Linked DNA regions of Mus musculus: regions 1, 2, 3, 4, 6 and 7 are each linked to region 5. The links are chromatin contacts, called in public Hi-C, HiCAR-type, HiChIP or PLAC-seq and promoter capture Hi-C maps. All regions are on one chromosome and are shown on one strand. The core of a region is the stretch at or near the end of the contact, and the rest is flanking DNA. Distances in the headings are between cores, read along the strand shown.

Region 1 (2,700 bases), core at 172-2,671, 1.2 Mb before region 5:
GTGTTATTTTCTTAATGTCAAAGTATTCAAGATGTTAAATATGACTATCTCAGAGAGAAATGGTACAAAATTAGTACTTTTTCCAAGAGTTAAAGTCATCTTCAAAAAAACCTGCCACTCATTTTGAGCTGGTTTCCAAGACATGGCCACATACAAAAGGATAAAGACCTTTTAGTTTGAAGTTGACAGGAACACAAAAAAATTGGCTAGTCGCACAGATGTTTAACTCCAGTTGTAACACTTGGCCCTCAGTAGTCATTTATTAACTACATTTCGAAGAAAACTTCTTGGCTGAAAAATATGAATCAGCAACTTGTTTAAAAACTCAGCAGCATCCCGGGCGTGGTAGTGCAAGCCTTCAATGCCAGCACTTGAGAGGCAGAAGCAGGTGAGTTCGAGTTCGGCCCAGTCTACACAGTGAGTTCCTTGACAGCCATGACTATGTAGACACTGTCTAAAAACAACCAACTCGACACCGCATCTGTCCTAATAATGGCAGGTAGCCGCCGATTACATGGAGTTATTGAAAGTTAGTTTACTTTTAAAAAGTCAAATGTAGTTTCTCAGATATACTAACTACATACATGTCAACACGAAAGCCGTGTGTGGCTTAATGGCTACCATACTGAACAGCAAAGGTCTAGAACGTGTTCGTCGCCGACAGAAAGTTCTACGAGACAGAGTAACAAACAGAAGAACTAAGGCGAGCTCGTCCGAGAACACCACCGCCTCTCTTGAGGCTAGACCAGTGGCGTCGGGCGTGACCGGTCGCACGTCTCTGCGAGGCGCCCCGGTCTTCGCGCGGACACGGAACCCACGCGCGGGGAGGCCCTTTCCCAGGACGGGCGTTAACAAACAGTGCGGCTGGCGCTGCCAAAGCTCCCAACCACCAGAGAAACGGGGAGCCTCCGAGGCGGTGCGTTCGCCTGGAGCGCCCAGAAGGGCAGGCCCGAGCGCACCCGAGCCTCGCGGGCCAGAGGCCCTGGCCTCCGACCTCTCGGGGAGCTAAAGAGCCAACGAGGAAGAGGAACCCAGGAGAGACGCCAGGCACCCGCCGGCGCGGGCTGTCGCCTCCGGGAGTGCCTATCAGTCGGCGGGGAACGTCGGGACCTGGGACGGCCCGGCCTCGCAAGCGGCGGCGAAGGCGGAGCCCGGACCGCGCCGGCGAAACGCGCGGGGATCCCCCCCCTCCCGGCGGCCAGTCAAGAGTAAACAAGGCCTCGACTCCCGCCGCGCACTTACCGGGAGCCGCGACCTCGCGGCCGCAGAGCCCAGGCCGGCCGGACCAGGTCAAGCCAGACCAAACCAGGCTGACGGAGGCGTAGCGGCAGCGGAGGCAGCCGGCGGACGCGGCTCAGGCCCGCGCAGCTTCCTCCGGCAGAGCCGTCCCCCGCAGCTCCGGAAGTGTTCTGCGCCGCGCGTCACTTCCGGTAGGGGTCGACCTGCGGTCGCCCTGGAGGCTCCCAGGCTTCTGACGACTGCGTAGTCGGTTGGAATCGCTTCCTCACCATCCTCTAGCGAGAGCCCCTGGGAGGAACTACTGAGCGTTCGCTTTTGAAGGAATGATGTAGGAATTTGTTTCCTGCGTTATAGCCTACCAGTGTCTTTATTCGATAGTTAGTTTTAGGTTTTCTTGCGTGTATTTTGTGTGTGTCGCACGGCTCGCGTGCAGAAGAGGTCAGAGGACAATTTTCCGGGAGCAGTTTTTCTCCTTCCACCATGTGGGTTTCGAGGATCAAACACTTGTCAGGCGTGGCAGTAAGCGCTTTTTACCCACTGAGCCATCAGACCCTTAGATGAGGTATTTTTAGCTTTTTTTTTTTTTTTTTCCCCTGACCAGACGTCTACCCACTTCACTGTTTATACTCTGACGAACAGCGTGAGAAGACATTCTGGCAACACTGGAGTAGGTTAAAAAGATCATAGTTTCCGGGCAACTATGGTTTGACATGAGCCATACTCGGAATTTCTACGTACGTTAGGAGGAAGTTCTGGCCCATGAGCAATCAGACTTTAGTTTCTCATGACACTATCCCCCTAGCCACCCACTTCTCCGACTTCCACTCACCTTCACGACGGGTATTTTTTGTTTGGTGTGGTTATATTTAGAAGCAACTCACTATATAGCCAAGGCTGGTTTGCCTTGCTAGATTACCAGACCCAGAGATTCATACATCGTAAGTGTTTCGCTGCACAACTTCTACCCACGATATAGACTGCATTAGGACTCCAGTCACCAAGTTCTGGTCACCAAGCCTTGTTGTGGACTGATAGGAGGCTCGCTCAAGTAGCAACTCCATCGAGATGTTAATTACTGGAGTGAAGCCAGAGGCACTGTGAGGTAAATCAATGTTCGTGCAAATCTGTAGATAACCTAGTTCTACCTTTTCTGGAGTGTATGTATTGGTATTCAAGACACCCGGAAAAGTGAGGCAGAAAGAAAAAAGACCGTGTAATAGCCTCTTTTATGTAATTCTTGGAAAAAATATAACTGAAGAGACTTGGGAGTTGGCTGGGCCATTAAGAGCTCTTGCTGTTCTCTCCAGAAACCTGAGGTCCTTGCCCACTATTGATAATGTCCAGGGGATCCGAAGCCCTCTTTGAACCTCTTCCGGCACACACATACTTGTAAACAGAAAATTAAAAAAAAAATTTTTTTTTCTTTTTTGAGAAAAGTTCTCACTATATATCCCTGGATAA
Region 2 (2,700 bases), core at 105-2,604, 1.4 Mb after region 5:
AACTGGGACCCATTGTTACATTGTGGTGACTCTTAACTATAAAATTATTTTGTTGCTACTTCATAACTGCAATTTTGCTATTGCTCTGAATTGTAATGTAAATATCAGAATTTCACGATGGTCTTAGGTGACTCCTGCATAAAGGTCTTTGGACCCCAAAGAGGGCCTGAGGTCATTTATCTCAGTGTCATCGTTCTGAATGCTTTGTCTTTTCAGTGCACTTCTGAACATTTGTCTTCTTTGGCTTTCACAACCATCAACTGATATTAACACAAAGTCCTTATGTACACAGTGTCCTTTTTGAACTTATTTGGTGGTGTGTCTACTTTGGGGTATACTATTCACTGTGCCTATTAAAGGTTAAACAGTACACGTTTAACTTCTCCCCTCCACAACCTGACGGGTCTAAGTCTCAGATGCAGGTCTAAGTCTCAGACTAGGGTCACTCACTAATTTGACAAGAGGAGAGTCAGAAAAAAAGCCCCATGTCCTGATACGTCTGAATAAAACTCAGAAGAAACTGTGCCTTGGATGTGTAGGGATTATTCCGGGAATGAATGATAAACCTAAAATGGCACACTCTGAAGACTGTTTCTCTTCCACCCTTACACATTCACACATCGTCAGCCGCGCATCTTCGTTGTATGTAACGTGGCGGCGAGCCGCATACTCCAGGAAGATACCATTAAACCAATACCACGCGTGCTTCCCCTACTTGCGACCCAAACAGGTCTCGCGCAAGTCGTGAGGACCTTCGGCCGTGTGCATAATGGGAAACCAGCCTGGCACGCGCAGGGTCCCTGTGCCCGATGCCCCCACGGTCCCCGTGCTCGGTGCCCCGCACGGTGGCCGACTGCAGCAGGTGGGTCGGCCCGCCCCGGCTCTCAGTCGGGGAACTCGGCTCCGCTCCCTCCGTACCAGTTTTCTATCATCTCTTTGATAGCATTGGCCGGCCGCTGAATGACTTCCCCCGCCGCTATGCGGTTCACTACCGTCTCGTCCAGACGCCGAATAACTCCTGCTACAAACGCCATATTGGCGCCCGAGTTCCCAGTCAGCCAATCACTCGAGCTCCTCACGCTCAAGTTCTTCCTTCAGCTTCGGCCGACTGCAGTCCTGCGCCGTCTTCCCAGCGGCAAGTGCTGATTGGGCAGCATGAATGCCAGTCAAGCGCTTTTACACGTCAGTTCCTGGGATCTCTGTCCCGCTCTAAACAGCGGCCCGACACCAGGCTAGAAGGCAACGCGCTTGCGCGTCAAAGTTCACGGTCCGCTCTTCCTATTGGCTCATTTCTGAGAGCTGAGGGAATACGAAATCTCCAGCCAATAGGAACGGAGGTGCCCTGGCGGAGGCTGGTGCACCCCTGCTCGGGTGATCTGGCGCAGAACCCAGGGGGTGCTTGGCGTTCGTCGGGCTCCTCCCCGTTTGCTGCGGCCTCAGAGCTCGGCGTTCTCCTGTGGCCTCCGCAGAATGTGGATGACGCCCAAGAGGATTAGGATGGAAGTCGACGAGGCTCTGGTGTTCCGGCCCGAGTGGACCCAGCGATACCTGGTGGTGGAGCCTGCGGAGGGTGACGGGGCCCTGTGCCTGGTGTGTCGCCGCCTGGTCGCCTCTACTCGGGAACGCGACGTGAGGCGCCACTACGAGGCCGAGCACGAATTCTACGAGCGGTTTGTAGGGGACGAGGAACGCGCGGCCCTGGTCGAGCGTCTGCGGCAGGGTGACATGTCTTTGGCCGCCGTGCTCACTCCGGAGGAGAGAGCGACCCGGGCAGGCCTCGGCCTCTGCCGCTTCTTGGCCTTGAAGGGTCGCGGCTGGGGTGAGGGTGACTTCGTACACCAGTGCATGGAGGTGTTGCTGAGAGAGGTGCTGCCGGATCACGTCGGCGTCCTGGAAGGCATTGACTTGTCTCCAGAGATCACACGGCAGAGGATTCTGAGCATTGACAGCAACCTCCGCAGCCAGCTGTTTAACCGAGCCAGGGACTTTAAGGCCTATTCCCTTGCTTTGGATGACCAGGCTTTTGTGGCCTATGAGAACTACCTGCTGGTCTTCATCCGTGGCGTCGGCCGCGACCTGGAGGTGCAAGAAGATCTTCTGACGATTATCAACCTGACTCATCACTTCAGTGTTGGGGCTCTCATGTCGGCAATTCTGGAAGCCCTGCAGACAGCAGGGCTCAGCTTACAGCGAATGGTTGGACTGACCACGACCCACACTTTAAGGATGATCGGCGAGAACTCCGGACTGGTCTCCTACATGAGAGAGAAGGCCGTGAGTCCCAACTGTTGGAACGTAATCCACTATTCGGGATTTCTTCACTTGGAACTGTTGAGTTCTTATGATGTTGATATTAATCAGATCATAAATACCATATCTGAATGGGTAGTTATGATTAAGACCAGAGGTGTTAGGCGACCGGAGTTTCAGCCTCTACTAACTGAGTCTGAGTCAGAGCATGGTGAAAGAGTTAACGGACGGTGTTTGAACAACTGGCTGAGAAGAGGCAAAACGTTAAAACTAATATTTTCACTAAGAAAAGAAATCGAGGCGTTCTTGGTCTCAGTGGGGGCAACAACAGTTCATTTCTCAGACAAGCAGTGGCTTTGTGATTTTGGTTTCTTGGTAGATATTATGGACTATCTTCGAGAGATCAGTGAAGAACTGCAGATCAGTAAAGTCTTTGCTGCTGCTGCCTTT
Region 3 (2,700 bases), core at 5-2,504, 1.2 Mb after region 5:
GGTGGCGCTTGCCTGTGACCCCAGCACTGGAGTGGCTGCTAGCTTTGCCGACCTGGTAAATTCCAGGTCTATGTGAGATTTAATAATGTCTTTAAAAAACCAAGGAGCATGACTCCAGGGAAATACCACCCAAAGTTGCTGTCTGTGAGCCAATTGTAGACAGACAGACAGACACACAGTTTCTCTCAGCACACTTTTCTCTGTGTGCTGAACCTCCAGGATTGATTGATCCCACAGTGGCAGCCCCGTGAACATGAAAGGTTAATCAAGCCTTTGATATCTCAGTGGATACGGGCAGCTCTGAAAGTCCTTTTAGAAGCCATCAGACAAAATCCAAACATGTCATCCGTGGGCTTATTCGTGGGCTTCTGAAATCTGCAGTTTTTGCAGATGGGAGGTCGTGCCTAAGACCATTTTGTGCCCTTTCCCCCAGATACCTGCTCGGCTATCACTTCCTGCCAGAGGTCTTCTCTCACCATCTTCTCCAGCCAGAGGCCTCACCCTCAAAATGTTCTCATCATTGCTTGCCGCTGAGTTCACGACAATCTGTCATTACCTTGTTTATCTGATCAAGTTCATCTACTCAATTAGAAGGCAAGTTTCCCCGAGAGCATGATCAGGGCTTCCGGTGCCTGGAACTTTGAACGTGAGGGCCTTCCCCAGATACTTTTGGGATTGAAGAACATGCCTACGATTTGGGTCTGTGTGTTTGTGTGTGTGCGCGCGTGTGTGTGATGTGTACAGGTCTCACTGTGATAATTCAAACTCCTTTGCCCTGCCACAGGTTCCAGGGTACCCGGGACAACAGGTGTATAGCATCATACCTGATTTTATGCTGGGAATGGCACCCAAGGTTACAGATATGCTAAGTAAGCACCCTATTACCTGCGCTACAGCCTCAGGTGGAAATCTCTTTAAAAACAGGTATTTTCATTTCGTTCAGCCACACCCACCCTCCACATCCTTTCCCACAGACTGCGCGCCAGGTGCCTCACTCACCCAAAACCTCCCACCAGACCGCTTTGAGGCCACCTGGCTAAGTACGGTTACGAAACGCTCAGATACCAACGCTCGGGACCAGGCCCGGCTTGAGCCAGTGCGTGTCGAGCGTGTCTCCCTCCCCGTCACCCGCGAGCCCTGCGCTCCGCGGTCCAGCCAGTAGCCTCCGAGCCGCGCGCGTCCGCTACCCCGCCGCCTGCCACAAGTACTTCCGGGTGAGCGGGTCGCCGGCCGGTGGCCCCGCCCCTCTGCCCCGCCACCGCCGCAGCTGCAGCCGCTGCTCGGGCTGCGGCTCGTCCCGGGTCGCGTTCGCTGTGTCGGCCGCGGGGCGAAGGGCGCGCTCAGTGTGACTCCACGACCGGCCGCGGCGCGAGGAGCCCTTCTTTTTGTCTCCCTGCGGCCCGCGGGGTGGACGGTGCGGGGGGGTGCAGAGTGTGGCCGGCGCTCTCCTCTCCCGGCTCCCGGGCGGCCGCTCCGGCCCTTCCGGGCGGCGCCGCAGCCTCATCCCGCGCCACACGCAGGTAAGGGCAGGCGGCGGACCCGGCTGTCTCCAGGCGCTGCCCAGTGGCGGCTCCGGGCTGGGGTCGCCCGGCGGGTCCCCTGCTCCCGCTTCGCCCGCCCCCCGCGGGGGAAGAAGGGGTTACGCCCCTTGGACCGGGCATCACTTGGGACAGCTGGGTGCTCCAGCTCCCGTTGCTCCCGGCGCCACACTCCCGCAGACTCTGTCCTCAGTCTGTCCCGGGAGGGGCCGCCCCGGGAACGGTGTCAGGCCGGTGGAGGGCGTAGCTTTTTGAGTGAGATTCCCCCCTCTCCTGCTTCCTTCTTGATCTGAACTGAAGCGCGCGGGCTTACCAGGCTCAGGGCAGGACGGTCAGGGTTAATGCTTGACTAACAGCGGGCGTTATTTACACCCACATTGTGGAGTTTCATAGCTCCAGTCAGGCCTGGTTTCCCTTTGCTGTGGATATCCAGCAGGAAGCAAGGGACATAAGAGAACCCAGAGGAGAAAAGTTCAAGCGTTTGCTTTGTGTATTATGTTCCCCACCTCGAGACATACAAATATAACGTAGAAACGTGGCTAAAGGGTATCCCAAACTTTCAGTATTTGTAGCCCCTTTTGCTTTTCCCATTTAGTGACTCAGCATTTTTGCCACGGTTTTTCTACAGTAGCTTGATTGACTGAAAACTCTGTAAGGATAACAGTGACTGCTATTCGTGTTGTGTTATCGCAGCGAGAAGAGGTGCAGTCAGGGTATCGACAGATACATTCTTAATCAGTGTTGGACTTTTTCTCCCCAGTAGGTGTGAAAAGCTGCAATTGCTGAAGAATGTGTGTTGCAGTAAGAGTTAGTTGGCCAAGTTTACCGTAGCTTCAATGTCTTGCAGAGTTAGCCCCGATTAACCAACATCATGCTCTGTTTAACAACTACAGGGATCCTATGACCTCGTATTTAATACACTCATGCCGAGTAAGAACTTCGGAAAGTGTGATTCACGTCGGAAGTGAGGTCACACTCTGACTCGTAGATCGGGATCTTCCCATTGAAATAGAGGAAAGCCAGACCTTTTCTGCCCGTTTAATTAGATAATTGTACTCTTTTTTTTTATAGCGAGTGATGTATAATGTTTGGTTCTGTTTGTTGCTGGGTGGTGATTGTCATGCACTATGGCATGGAAATCAAACGTTAAAATTTGTATAAT
Region 4 (2,700 bases), core at 38-2,537, 1.1 Mb before region 5:
GCCTCTCGGTTCATGCCTGTAATCCCAGTAAGAGGAAGGTTGATGCTGAAGAATTGCCTTAATTTTGAGGCCAGCCTGGGCTACAGAGAGGGATCTGGACTCAATTAGTTAATATTTTAAAAACAAAACCACGACCCGGGGTAAGTGGGTATAGACAGAGAGGAAAAAATGTGAAAAAGAAAAACTAGACAGAACTGAACACAGAGCCATGAAGGCCTCAAGGGAAGGCGATTCCAAGAGGAACCTGTTGGTAATAGGAGTTTCTCTTGTCCACCTTTAGAAAGCAGGGATTAAAAAAATCTGTTTACTGCACTCACTGCAGAGTGTAGGTGCTTAATAAATACTTCAGTTTTAAAAACCTATGAGCTACATCTTTGCTAATGCCCAGGATGCAGGGTTACAACTCTGGCATCCTTTACAGAAAGGCCAATAGCCAAGAAGGAGGTCATCCCATGCCCATGGTTCCCATCGTGCTCCTTGCCTTTCCTGGCTGCGCTGACACTCGTTCACTCATGCAGGAGACCTTCTGAATGACACAGGCTCCAGACAAAGGAGTCTTGGATGAGCTCTATGCTCCAGACCTATCAATTTACCGAGGACCCTATACATCCCTCTGATCAGACTTCTATTGGCTTTTATCTTGTCTGTCTGTCCACTCATCTGTTCACCTGTCTAAACATTTTTTAAAAATTATTATAGTGTGTGTGGTGTGAGTGTGTGTTTGTGAGTGAGAGAGAGACAGAGACAAAGAGCCAGAGAGAAACAGAGCAACGGCTTGACCTGTTGAGCCGTCTTACTGGCCTCCTATAGAGCCATGTATTTGTCTATCGTCTGTAGTCATTCTCTCTGTTCCCTGCTGCTATCCCTTTATCCATCTTAGCGACATGTAGTTCTGTCCATCCATCTGCTAGGTTGACCAGCTTTGCAGTTTATCACAGAATGAATACTGGCCTTGACATTCCTGTATCCTAGGAAACTCCCCAGTGCGGGGCAAACCAGGACTGTCTGTCCATCCACCCTTACCCTAGGCATCCTGCAATCGATCCATTTGGCACACAGCCCATCAGTTACTTCAACTCCAGAACAGACTGGCCACCCTCCTCACTCAGGACAACGCCCCGCCTCTTCCCGCCCCTTGCCCATTCAGGAAGCCGCCCCAAGCGAATCCCGGCGCCCTAGCAACAGTCTTCCAGGCCGCCCAGTCCGCTTGCGCGGCTTCGGGTGCGAGCCAATAGCGAGGGGCCCTGGGAGCGAGGTTGGGGGGCGGGGCTGAGCGCGGCCGCAGCCATTTTGGTGGAAGAGAAACAATAGGACGGAAGCGTCGCGGGACTGGGCTGTGGCCGCAGGTAACGCCCGCCCCGCCCGGCCCGTGGCCCTGTCACCCCGGGGCTCAGGGGAAGAGGTTTTCGGTGCTGGTAGCGGCCGGGCTCCGGGATCCCTGGGAGGCTTGGGTTTGTGAAGGGGGTCCTATGGCTGTCATTGAGAAGCGGTCTCCCCCTTTTTTTGTGTAGTCATCCCTTCCCTATTTACGGGGGGCCATTGTACCTTGCAGTTACTGGGGAGAGTAGCGTTGCCCACCGAGACGGGGCAGAATCTTCCCCCCGGCATTGGAGGGTCTCCCGGAACCGGGGGAGGGGAGGGGGCGGGGGACGACGACAGTGTCTTTCTCCGGTTTTGAAGCGGTCTCCCTGGGTCTTCCGGTGGAGGACAGGATCTCTGGTCTCACAGAGGTCCCCCGGCCACGATCTCCCTGGTCTTTGAGGATGGGGTCTTTATCTTTGGATGGAAGGGTCAGCCCGGATCCTCAGGTACTGTTGTTACCTGGGCCTGCAGATGTGCAGCCATTTTGGGTGTTGAACGTCAGTTGTGCCAGTCAGCTCCTCTTTGATCCCGGAAAGGCGGGGGAGAGGGTGATCTGCGCATCCAACCTTATTGGTTTTTTTTTTTTCCCCTTCTTCTCCTTTAAGATCTTAAAATGGATCAGAAGGTGTCTTCTTTTTTCTTCTTCTTATGCTGATGCTCCTACCACGAGTGGGATTTTATTCATATTTGATAACAAGACTGCATCTATCTTCTGCATCCTTCCTAATGACTTGATTCGTTTTTAGGATTTTAATTTCTATCAAATATCAAGAAAGCTGTACTAGCGGGAAAATGGGGAAAAATGTAGGAACTGGTGAAATCTAGGGCTCTTCTTACACGCGAAAGGAAATAGAGCTAGTCATCGCATGTAAATAAACATTTTGTTAGCAGAAATGTACATAGAGCAAGAACAAAATAATTTCGAATATTTGTAAGAAAAAGTACTGAAGGGATCCAGAGGCAGTGGGAGGGGGATAAGAAGGGACCAGGGGGATGGATATGGTCAAAATACATTGTATACATGTTTGGAATTGTCAACTAATAAATATTTATGAAAATAAAAAGATCCAAAAGAAAGAAGCCCTGGCAGTTTTGAAACAGCAAATATGATGCAGACAAACATTTTGAAAAATTTAAAGGACCTTCCTTGTTGACAGCATTGTTGTTGATTTTCAGTATTTAAAATGTTTGCTGTATTTGCACTTTCCCTGGGATAACATTTTAAGAGATGGGAGATGCTTATTTACCAAGTTGTTGCCGTGGAGAGTGTAATTGTAGGGTTTTGTTTTAATTTTAGCAGCTATCCACAGATAGAAATACAAAATGAGTACTTATGTT
Region 5 (2,700 bases), core at 101-2,600:
TGACTGCACGGGACCCTGTCTCAAAAGAAAAATATATGGAATCACAAATATGGCCATAGTGAAGATACTTAAGAAGCCCATAACCATGTCTTGTGATATAATGGTTATTCATCTAAATAGTGAATAAAGTAACTACCTTCCCTTCACTCTGGTCCCTCCTGGAATTATTTTTGTGATGTAAGACTTGTAAAGATTAAGTACACTAGTAGAGTTATCACACATGAAACACTGTCATGTACATAAACACTAAATGTTGCCTAGTACTTTTACAGTGATTTGAATGGCTCCCATGGGCTCATATGATTGAATGCTTGATCCCCAACTGTTTGGGAGGGATTTTAGAGAAGGTGTGGCCTTGTTGGAACAGGTGTGTAGATGGGAGTGGGTTTTGAGTTCTTAAAAACCCACACCAGGCAAAGTCTCTCTCTCTCTCTCTCTCTCTCTCTCTCTCTCTCTCTCTCTCTCTCTCTCTCTCTTCCTCCCTCCCTCCCTCCCTCCCTCCCTCCCTCTCCCTCTTCCTTTCTCCATCCCACCTCCCCCCACCCCCTTCTCTCTGCTTGCTATCTGTGGATCATAGCTCTCAACTACTCCTGTTTCAGCCCGGGCTATTAAAAAAAAAAGTCCCTATTTCAAAAATTAATTAAATTAATTAATCAGAGTCTGGAGCAGGAATGGTGGCACATGCCTTTAATTTCAGCATTCGAGAGGCAGAGACAGAGGCAGATCGATCTGAATTCGAGGCCAGACTGGTCTACAGAGCGGGTTCGAGGACAGCTAGGGCTACACAGAGAAACCCAGTCTCGAAAAAGAAAAAAAGAAAGACAAAATCAGAGCCTGAAGTCCTGTGAAGGAAAAGAGGGATCCAGGATCCATGGTACTGTACCACACAGTTAGAGAAGAGCCAACGCCTGGTCCAGATGGCCTTCCCTAGTCTCTCTGTCTCCTAAAAAAAAAAAAAAAAAAAAAAAAAAAAAAAAAAAAAGTGCACAGCACTATGCTCAGTAGCTCAGACAGGTGTGTAGCACACGCTGTAGGAACTACACTACCCAGCATGCAACTGAAAAAGAGCGGGGCCTTTCGGTAGGGACTAGCGCCCCCACAGAAAGTTTCATTGACTCCTTTCTCATTTCAGCCACCTCCCAACTCTTCAGGCTTCGCCCCCACCGAGAGAGGGCGTGACCTCGAGGAGGCCCACGAGACGCTTCCTCCTTTCCTTCTCATTGGTCCGGCTCAGCTGTCATTCGGGAGCGAGGAGAAGTTTGCTTCCTGATTGGTGAATTCCGTTTGGCGCCAACTAGGAAAGGGGCGGGGCGGCGGCTATCCTGAGTGTGCAGCAATTAACGCTAAGGCCACTTTGGTGGTGAGGGAAGTGAAGGTTCCTTCTCTGCGAGCCGGCTACGGAGCAAGGAGGGAGAAAAAAAGTGAGGCGAGTTAGTCGGAGCGGTGGTCTCAAGACTCTTCCTCCACGGAGTTTGTTTGGATTTAATCTTGAGGTTGCAGGCGCCCGCCCGCCTGCGGGCCTCGCGGGACAGAGAGGGAAGCACCGGTGCTTGTGCCTGGCGCCTGCCGAGTCCCCTACGCTCGCCGGTCCGCGCCGCTGCCCGTGGCGGCCGCGTCTCTGAACCGCGGGGTCGTGTTTGTGTTTGACCCGCGGGCGCTGGTGGCGTGGCACGCGGCTGAAGCCGGTGCCAGCGGGGCGGGGCCCGGCGCAGCGGAGGCGGAGGAAGACGGAGCGGGAGTCCGGGCAGGCCCGGCGGCGCCATGGAACTGGGCCCGGAGCCCCCCCACCGCCGCCGCCTGTTCTTCGCTTGCAGCCCCACGCCTGCGCCGCAGCCCACGGGGAAGATGCTGTTTGGCGCGTCAGCTGCTGGCGGACTGTCCCCTGTCACCAACCTGACGGTCACCATGGACCAGCTGGAAGGACTGGGCAGGTGAGAGACCAGCGAGCGATGCCCCAGGCCGCTGGCCTCTGGTCGGCCCTCGGGATGATCCAGCAGGAAACAGAGTCTGTCCACTTGGTTCTGATGCTCCGACCCGGAATGGCCTGGCTAGGGCCCGCCATGTGCACCCTCCCTCCCGGGCGGAATGTTGGGCGGGAGAGGCCGTTCGGATAGTCCAGGGCTATCCTCAGCCAAGAGCCAGACCGCGGAGATCGAGGAAGCCTGCTGGGCATCCTGTCTTGTTCACCCCTTTCAGATTTCTCTCTACGCTGTCTCTATTCCAGAAAAGTCTTTGGAATCTACCCTTATGGGGGTTGGGAGGGAGGGTGAGAATGGGTCCTCCTAGGCCCTCTTTGCTGAACCACCCGCGCCGGATCTTAGTTTCCTGTAAGCTTTGTTCCTTCTCAACAAAGGGACGTGGCATTTTCTTTTCTTGCATTTGTGTAAAATCTATGCAGCCACCTGGCCGGCACGTTTCTTGTATCTACCCATCTACTACCTTTTTTAAGCTATCACTTTTTACCTAACTTTTCCATATTGGAAATCTTCGAGGACTTTGTAGTCCTACACCACTATCACTAACAAAAATGCTTAACACTATTTTTAGTGAAGTTGCTTTTCCTTCGATGTTGGGTATTTCGCCTCCTAAACTTGTCTTACAACTTTTGCAAACCCTGAAAAGCTGGGACTCCTGGCCTAGTCACCTTTGCCCTTACTCCTGGCTCACTCAGAACCTCAGACTGAGGCTCTCCTTTAAGGA
Region 6 (2,700 bases), core at 118-2,617, 1.4 Mb before region 5:
CACCTCCTAGGTGATGAAGGGGAAGTAAGAAGCCCGGTTCGGGGTTGTTGGTCATTTTTCTTCTACTGCCTTTCAGATTGTCTTCAACCGAACTGTCACACTAAAAGAAGACCCAGGCAAAATATGAACTGAATACATGTGGCCCTACCTCATCCTGGAGGCTGGGGGTGCCCTTCAGCACTCCACACTCCGTTTCAATAAAGAATAACTAAATCCCTCTGGCGTCTCTCTGTTGTCTGCCTTTCTAATATCTGAGGACCCTGGAGAAATAGTTTGTTAGCTGGCAGTGGTGGGTCTCATATGTCTTCTGGAAGAATGCACTTCCCCAGAAAAGAGCCAGCCACAAAGTCACTACTGCACTTGGTTCTCAAAGGCAGGTGCATGGCTGGAATTAGCTCAGCACTTACTATGATAAACCTGAGAACCCCAGAGATGCTGTTGCACAGTCACCAGTCCTATGGAGGGATCTAGGTTTGTGTCTTTGTGGCTAGAGATCAAGAGACACATGACCCCCCGTGTGATCATTTAGAAAAAAGCCCTGTCAACTATTTAAGCATAGTGAGATAAATCATGAATGCTGTTGTGGCCTTTCCAGTTTGGGGACCCCAGCAAACTCCCTGGATGTCTATACGGTGCTGAGATGAGATTCCTGGCTATGCTGGCCCTTGGATTGGACCCCGTCTCAGAAATTGACTTCTGAAGAATTTGAAGATTAGAGTTTGCTAGGACAGGAACAAGTGCAGAAGGCACTAAGGTTTGCCCCAGACTGAGGGCCCCCTGGGTTGCTGGGAGCTTCTGGTGAGGCTGTAGGTGAGTGCCTGCAGCTTTAAAGCCTTCCACATTTTCCCTGTATACAAACACTAGGCTACCCAAGGCCTGCTTTAAGGTGGACCTGACTGTGGCAAAGCGATCTCAGATGAGAGGTGGTGCTGGGGGTTCCTGAAGCTGTTTTCTCCCGTGCACTAACGCCCCGAGCGCTTCCCAGGCGCGGCACAATGGTTAAAGCTGCGCCCAGTTCAGGGGTTTGAAAGGGGGCCACCTTAACCACGAGGCCGAGCTAGGCCCGGCCCCGCCTCGCGTGGAACTGTGCAACTAGAGGAGGCGCTAGCGGGACACCGTAGGTGGCTTCAAAAAGCATGCTTTCAGACCCAGGGCAGGGGCAAAATACCCCTGGATGCTGAACCCCGGGCCTAAGCCCCGCCCCGCATGGAGGGGTGCCCATGGGCGTGGCGCTCCTTCCCACAACGAGGGGTACGCTCTCCACTCCAACCGGTTCCCTCTGTGGCTGCAGCGTTCCCTTTAAGCCTGGCAGGCAGCTCTCGCGGGATCCGACGCTCCGGTTCTCGCGAGAAGGGCCTTCGGCTCCCATTGGCCGTGAGGGCTGAATGTAAGATGGCGCCCAGGGAGCTGTGAGGAGAAAATCCTGTCGGTCTCGGAGCGGCGACGGCAGAACCGAGGCCCCGGGCGGTGAAGCGGGGCCGGCGGGTAGAACGGAGGCAGCGGCGGCGGTGACGTCGCCGGGTGAGGGCTCTGGTGAGGGCGGGGACGCAGCAAGGCTCTGGCTCGAAGGCGGCAGGCCCACCCTACACAACGGCGGGCGGGCGGGGGCGGGCGGGCCGCTGCCGCTGGGCCCAGGCGACCTCAGGGCGGCTTCAGAGCGGAGAACGTCCCTCGGCTCGCGAGCCTCCGCCCCACGGGTGGGGGAGGGGCGGGCCTGAGGGGCGGGTGGGCGCGGCGCACGGGGGCGCGCGGAGGCGCGCGCGCACGAGCGTGGCTTTTTTTTTTCTTTTTTTTTTTTTTCTCATTTTTCTGCGCGCGCGCGTGCGTTATCGTGCGCGCTGTGCGGTCCTCTCGTTGCGCGTAGCCGCCCGACGTGCGCGTCCCCGTTGGCTCTCAGCTGTGGCCCGTGGGCTAGAACGGCTTCCGGGGCGCGCGCCACCCCGCGACCCCCCGGTTTTGCGGCGCGCGCCCTGCTGTTGGTCGCTCACGCTGTCCGGAGTGCGCGCCGGACGCCCCTTCCAAGAGGAGGGCAGACGGGCGGGCGGGCGAGCGGCCTGGCGGACGACCGACCTGCCGACTGGGGAAGGTTGAGGGTTGGGCCCTTGTCCTCGTGACGTCCGGGGCAGCGGTGGCCTAGGTCTGCGGAGAAACATAGCGGCTTTGCGGTCTGGCTTGCGGCTCCGCTCCTCCGGGAGGCGGACAGGAGTGCTCGTACTAACTGAAGAATGCTGTTACTTAAGCGAGGCCCAAGGACTGGGTGGGTGCTTGGGGAGGGTGCTGCTCTGCTTGGGAAACCGAGTCCTGCTGGCCGGAGAGGGCATTGGGTCCCCATGGGTTTCCTCACCTTGTACTGGTGCTTTGTGCTGAGGAGAGAAGGTTACCATTACCAGGCCCCGCTTTTCTTCCATTAGAACCGATTCTTCCATAAGCGCAGTTGATACACGTCACCTCTGTGCGCTCCGGAAAGAGATCCTCCTCTGTATATGGTATCAAACTCTCGGAGCTCTAAAATTCCGCTTTAAATCCTCACTTAAATGCAGCCTCCCCCCCCCCTTTTTTTTTTCCACCTCCGCGTGGGTGGGAGGGGCTTGCCTTTCTGTTCTTGATAAGGGCTGTTTCTTAACCTTGATTAACTTGATCAATGCTTTGCCGGTTTTTTTCTTTGTAATTTCTAAAATGTCCAGCAAAAATTTCTAAAAT
Region 7 (2,700 bases), core at 68-2,567, 1.1 Mb before region 5:
ATTTGGATGACAATTGCCAAGTTCTGAATTGAAATGTCATATGTTAGATGTGATGTTGTTCGTGGCTTTATTGGACAGATCCTGATGGCCAATTGTGAGTGTCCTTGACACTTTAAGCCAAGGGTTTCAACAGTAATAGTACTGTGGTCCACCAGGGGGTCCTAGAGCCTTTTACCATTGCTGATGGAGTTCATTGCTTGTATTTTTGGACTCCTGTGGACGGCAGCCATGGCTTCCACTTTAAGGTGTCTACTGTCTTAGGCTATGAAGCTAGCTAGCTCCCCCCCCCCACCCTTTTTAAGGTTTTGAGTTTTTTTGAGAAGGTCTTGTGTGTGTGTGTGTGTGTGTGTGTGTGTGTGTGTGTGTGTGTGTGTGTAGCCCTAGTTGTCCTAAAACTTACTCTGTAGAGCAGGCTGGCCCTGAACTCAAAGATCTGCCTGCCTCTGTGCTGGGATTAAAGCCATGGCACTATCGCAGGCCTTTTGCCTCTTAAGTGGTTTAAACACTTAGGCACACAGCGCCTCCTCCTTCTCCCTCCTTTCATGTGATGCCTCTCAGAAGAAGCAAAAGAGAAGACTGGATTGGTAAGAGACACAGACTCCTCAGGAATTCTCGTCCTCGTTTCACATCACTTGAAACTGAAAGACCCACAACGTGAGGACTCCCCCACGTTCTGACTCAGGAGAGGCGACACCCCAAAATCACCCACAAGAAACGGGTCTTGCTGCAAATTGCAAGAGGATTTTTATTCAAGAGCGCTCTCGGGCCCATGGTCATACACCACGCAGGGGTAGAGGACCGTGGCGCCCCGAGTAGCTGGGTAAGGGGGTATTTAAAGGAAGAAACCGAAACTCAAGGAAGTGGGGAGGGCGTTGTTGGAAGATACCAAAGATACCAGTTAAGAGTCACAAGGAAGTGTAAAGTTACAAGAGTCACAAGGAATACCTGGTAATTGTTAACTCTCAAGACAGCTTCTAAGAGCCCCTAACAATAGCACATTTGCATTGCAGGTTCTGGGTGACTTTCTTTGAATGAGCACTCTTTGAACCCAGGAAGCGGGTGGGTCGCTATCTCTTTTATGATTAGCATACCTTTACAAAGGCCACATTCCCAAGCCTGGGCCTAAAGGCCTAGAATTCTGTTTTTACGTTGTTGTACTTTCAAAACTTGACAACGGTTGGCCAGAGATGCGCTTTTGGCCGAAGTTGCTTTCTGTTCAGACAGGTGGCCAAGAATCAAGTTTTCTTGTGGGTGTCCATTTTGTGTGACCTTGAGCTGCAGCTCTGCAGTTTTCCACTTCGGTCAGCAGGGGGCAGGCTATCCCTGACTCCCTTTGGGCTCTTGGCCTTCTATCCTAGAACTGCAGCCAATCCCAAGTGAGAAACTCAATCTCATCCAAGTCTCAAGTCTCCATCAGCCTCCAAATCTCAGCTCAGATCCCAAATGAGAGACAGTTCCCCAGGCAACCACAGCCTCGAGCAGAGCACAGTGGGAAAACGTGTCCCTCAGACCTTGGCGTTTAGGTCACCATCCCAAGCTCCTGGCGGACGCTGCCCAAAGGACAAAAGGGAATTCTGATCTGGGCCTCAGATTGCCCCTCTGGGAAACCACATACTTACCAGAGGGTAGCTATCCGTTCTGCCCTAGCTTGTTTTGTTTTGTTTTGGTTTGGTTTTGGTTTTGGTTTTCGAGACAGGGTTTCTCTGTAGCCCTGGCTGTCCTGGAACTCACTTTGTAGACCAGGCTGGCCTCGAACTCAGAAATCCGCCTGCCTCTGCCTCCCAAGTGCTGGGATTAAAGGCGTGTGCCACCACACCCGGCCTGCCCTAGCTTTGCCTAGACCCTTGCCCTATCAGCTGGTGACTTTAGTAAAGGTTAGTTAGGGTCCAGGGGCTGGTTTGTTTGCTCCTTGTGCTCTGCTCAAGACTGGAATGTTCTGGATCATAGCAAAACCAGCCCCCACTGCCTGATACAGAGTGGACCTTCTAATAGTTAACCAAACAAGCTAGTTTTACTAAATAGAAGGCCAGGCTCAGGGTCAGCAAGAGAACTCAATGGGTAAAGGTTGTCAAACCTAACAAGCTGAATTTAGTTCTCTGCAAGAATTTATTCCTGCAAATTGTCCTCCGACCTTCACTCCCCATCCCTCTGTGTGTGTGTGTGTGTGTGTGTGTGTGTGTGTCATTAACTCATATATCTCTCCCATCCATTCCTATACAAAATTTAAAACCTTAAAAATGTATTTAAAAAAACAACAACGCAAAGGCCTGGCACACAGTGTGAAGGCAGGGGCGCATTGAGAGTGTGGGTGGAATTGGGGCTCACAGACTGGGCATCCATCCAGCACAATGGGAATCTTTCAGCTGGCCCCTCAGGGCTGTGTGCTGCCTGGAAGCACTGGGGACATTGGGGACATTGGGGACACAGTGTGCATGTCTAAGATGTGCTGGGAACCGCCTCCACCCTGGCCCTGTGGAACACTTTTCTTGGTAATTTTCCTGTTTTGTTCTGGGAGAATATCCTAGCGATGATTTACAGCAGCCAGCTCCCTTCCTGAATGACCCATGATCTGTAGCTGTGGAGAGGGATGGGCTCAGAGGAGACACGAATATCACTTCCAGCCCCAGTGAGGACACTGTGTCTCTAGCCTTGAGTTGTGTGTCTGATGCCAGGTACCAGAGACCCAGGGCAGACTTTACA

What was found. Hi-C and Micro-C count contacts between places; a contact is called where the count stands out from the background. HiCAR-type assays count read pairs that join an accessible place to other places. HiChIP or PLAC-seq counts read pairs in DNA pulled down with a chosen protein or histone mark. Capture Hi-C pulls out chosen DNA fragments and counts their contacts.
Region 1: a HiCAR-type map of astrocytes shows a contact between it and region 5, with 2.7 times the contacts expected there. The contact joins the promoter of Arih2 here to the promoter of Cdc25a in region 5. A contact is called at or near these places in 1 of 39 promoter capture datasets (pre-B cells), 6 of 115 datasets of contacts at active chromatin or transcription factors (astrocytes, embryonic stem cells, large pre-B cells and 2 more) and 1 of 9 other capture datasets (liver).
Region 2: a promoter capture Hi-C map of adipose tissue shows a contact between it and region 5, with 4 times the contacts expected there. The contact joins the promoter of Epm2aip1 here to the promoter of Cdc25a in region 5. A contact is called at or near these places in 4 of 39 promoter capture datasets (erythroid cells, liver and pre-B cells), 3 of 484 Hi-C or Micro-C datasets (B cells, CD4 T cells and CD8 T cells), 3 of 115 datasets of contacts at active chromatin or transcription factors (bone marrow-derived macrophages, large pre-B cells and regulatory T cell precursor) and 2 of 9 other capture datasets (adipose tissue and liver).
Region 3: a contact with region 5 is called in a promoter capture Hi-C map of liver, with 2.7 times the contacts expected there. The contact joins the promoter of Lrrfip2 here to the promoter of Cdc25a in region 5. A contact is called at or near these places in 1 of 39 promoter capture datasets (pre-B cells) and 1 of 9 other capture datasets (liver).
Region 4: a contact with region 5 is called in a Hi-C map of B cells, with 17 read pairs. The contact joins the promoter of Ip6k2 here to the promoter of Cdc25a in region 5. A contact is called at or near these places in 5 of 39 promoter capture datasets (the C10 cell line, frontonasal cranial neural crest, liver and 1 more), 1 of 484 Hi-C or Micro-C datasets (B cells) and 9 of 115 datasets of contacts at active chromatin or transcription factors (the 230-238 cell line, astrocytes, embryonic forebrain and 6 more).
Region 6: a Hi-C map of embryonic stem cells shows a contact between it and region 5, with 8 times the contacts expected there. The contact joins the promoter of Qrich1 here to the promoter of Cdc25a in region 5. A contact is called at or near these places in 2 of 39 promoter capture datasets (liver and pre-B cells) and 1 of 484 Hi-C or Micro-C datasets (embryonic stem cells).
Region 7: a contact with region 5 is called in an H3K27ac HiChIP or PLAC-seq map of embryonic stem cells, with 5 times the contacts expected there. The contact joins the enhancer-like site here to the promoter of Cdc25a in region 5. A contact is called at or near these places in 1 of 39 promoter capture datasets (liver), 4 of 115 datasets of contacts at active chromatin or transcription factors (astrocytes, differentiating embryonic stem cells, embryonic stem cells and 1 more) and 1 of 9 other capture datasets (adipose tissue).

What each region holds. Positions count from the first base shown.
Region 1 is chr9:108,647,987-108,650,686 of GRCm38.p6, forward strand. It overlaps Arih2 (ariadne RBR E3 ubiquitin protein ligase 2), which reads right to left and starts at 1,422. Exons shown (of 16, transcript NM_011790.5): 1 at 1,243-1,422.
Region 2 is chr9:111,270,491-111,273,190 of GRCm38.p6, forward strand. It overlaps Epm2aip1 (EPM2A (laforin) interacting protein 1), which reads left to right and starts at 1,355. Exons shown (of 1, transcript NM_175266.4): 1 at 1,355-2,700. The coding sequence starts at 1,471. Mlh1 (mutL homolog 1) reads right to left here and starts at 1,118. Exons shown (of 19, transcript NM_026810.2): 1 at 919-1,118. The coding sequence starts at 1,034.
Region 3 is chr9:111,116,870-111,119,569 of GRCm38.p6, forward strand. It overlaps Lrrfip2 (leucine rich repeat (in FLII) interacting protein 2), which reads left to right and starts at 1,255. Exons shown (of 15, transcript NM_001374664.1): 1 at 1,255-1,520.
Region 4 is chr9:108,782,525-108,785,224 of GRCm38.p6, forward strand. It overlaps Ip6k2 (inositol hexaphosphate kinase 2), which reads left to right and starts at 1,288. Exons shown (of 6, transcript NM_001379600.1): 1 at 1,288-1,346.
Region 5 is chr9:109,874,229-109,876,928 of GRCm38.p6, forward strand. Cdc25a (cell division cycle 25A) reads left to right here and starts at 1,351. Exons shown (of 15, transcript NM_007658.3): 1 at 1,351-1,931. The coding sequence starts at 1,762.
Region 6 is chr9:108,515,720-108,518,419 of GRCm38.p6, forward strand. Qrich1 (glutamine-rich 1) reads left to right here and starts at 1,368. Exons shown (of 10, transcript NM_175143.5): 1 at 1,368-1,521. It overlaps Qars (glutaminyl-tRNA synthetase), which reads left to right. Exons shown (of 24, transcript NM_133794.2): 24 at 77-222. The coding sequence ends at 127.
Region 7 is chr9:108,752,179-108,754,878 of GRCm38.p6, forward strand. No RefSeq gene overlaps it. Among named protein-coding and RNA genes, the nearest start is that of Gm24259, 15 kb to the left of the region's middle. Within about 2 kb of position 1,318, at least 40 of the 459 cell types and tissues checked have an H3K27ac peak or open chromatin away from gene starts, as enhancers often do. A contact at or near this core is called in adipose tissue and embryonic stem cells, where this site is marked.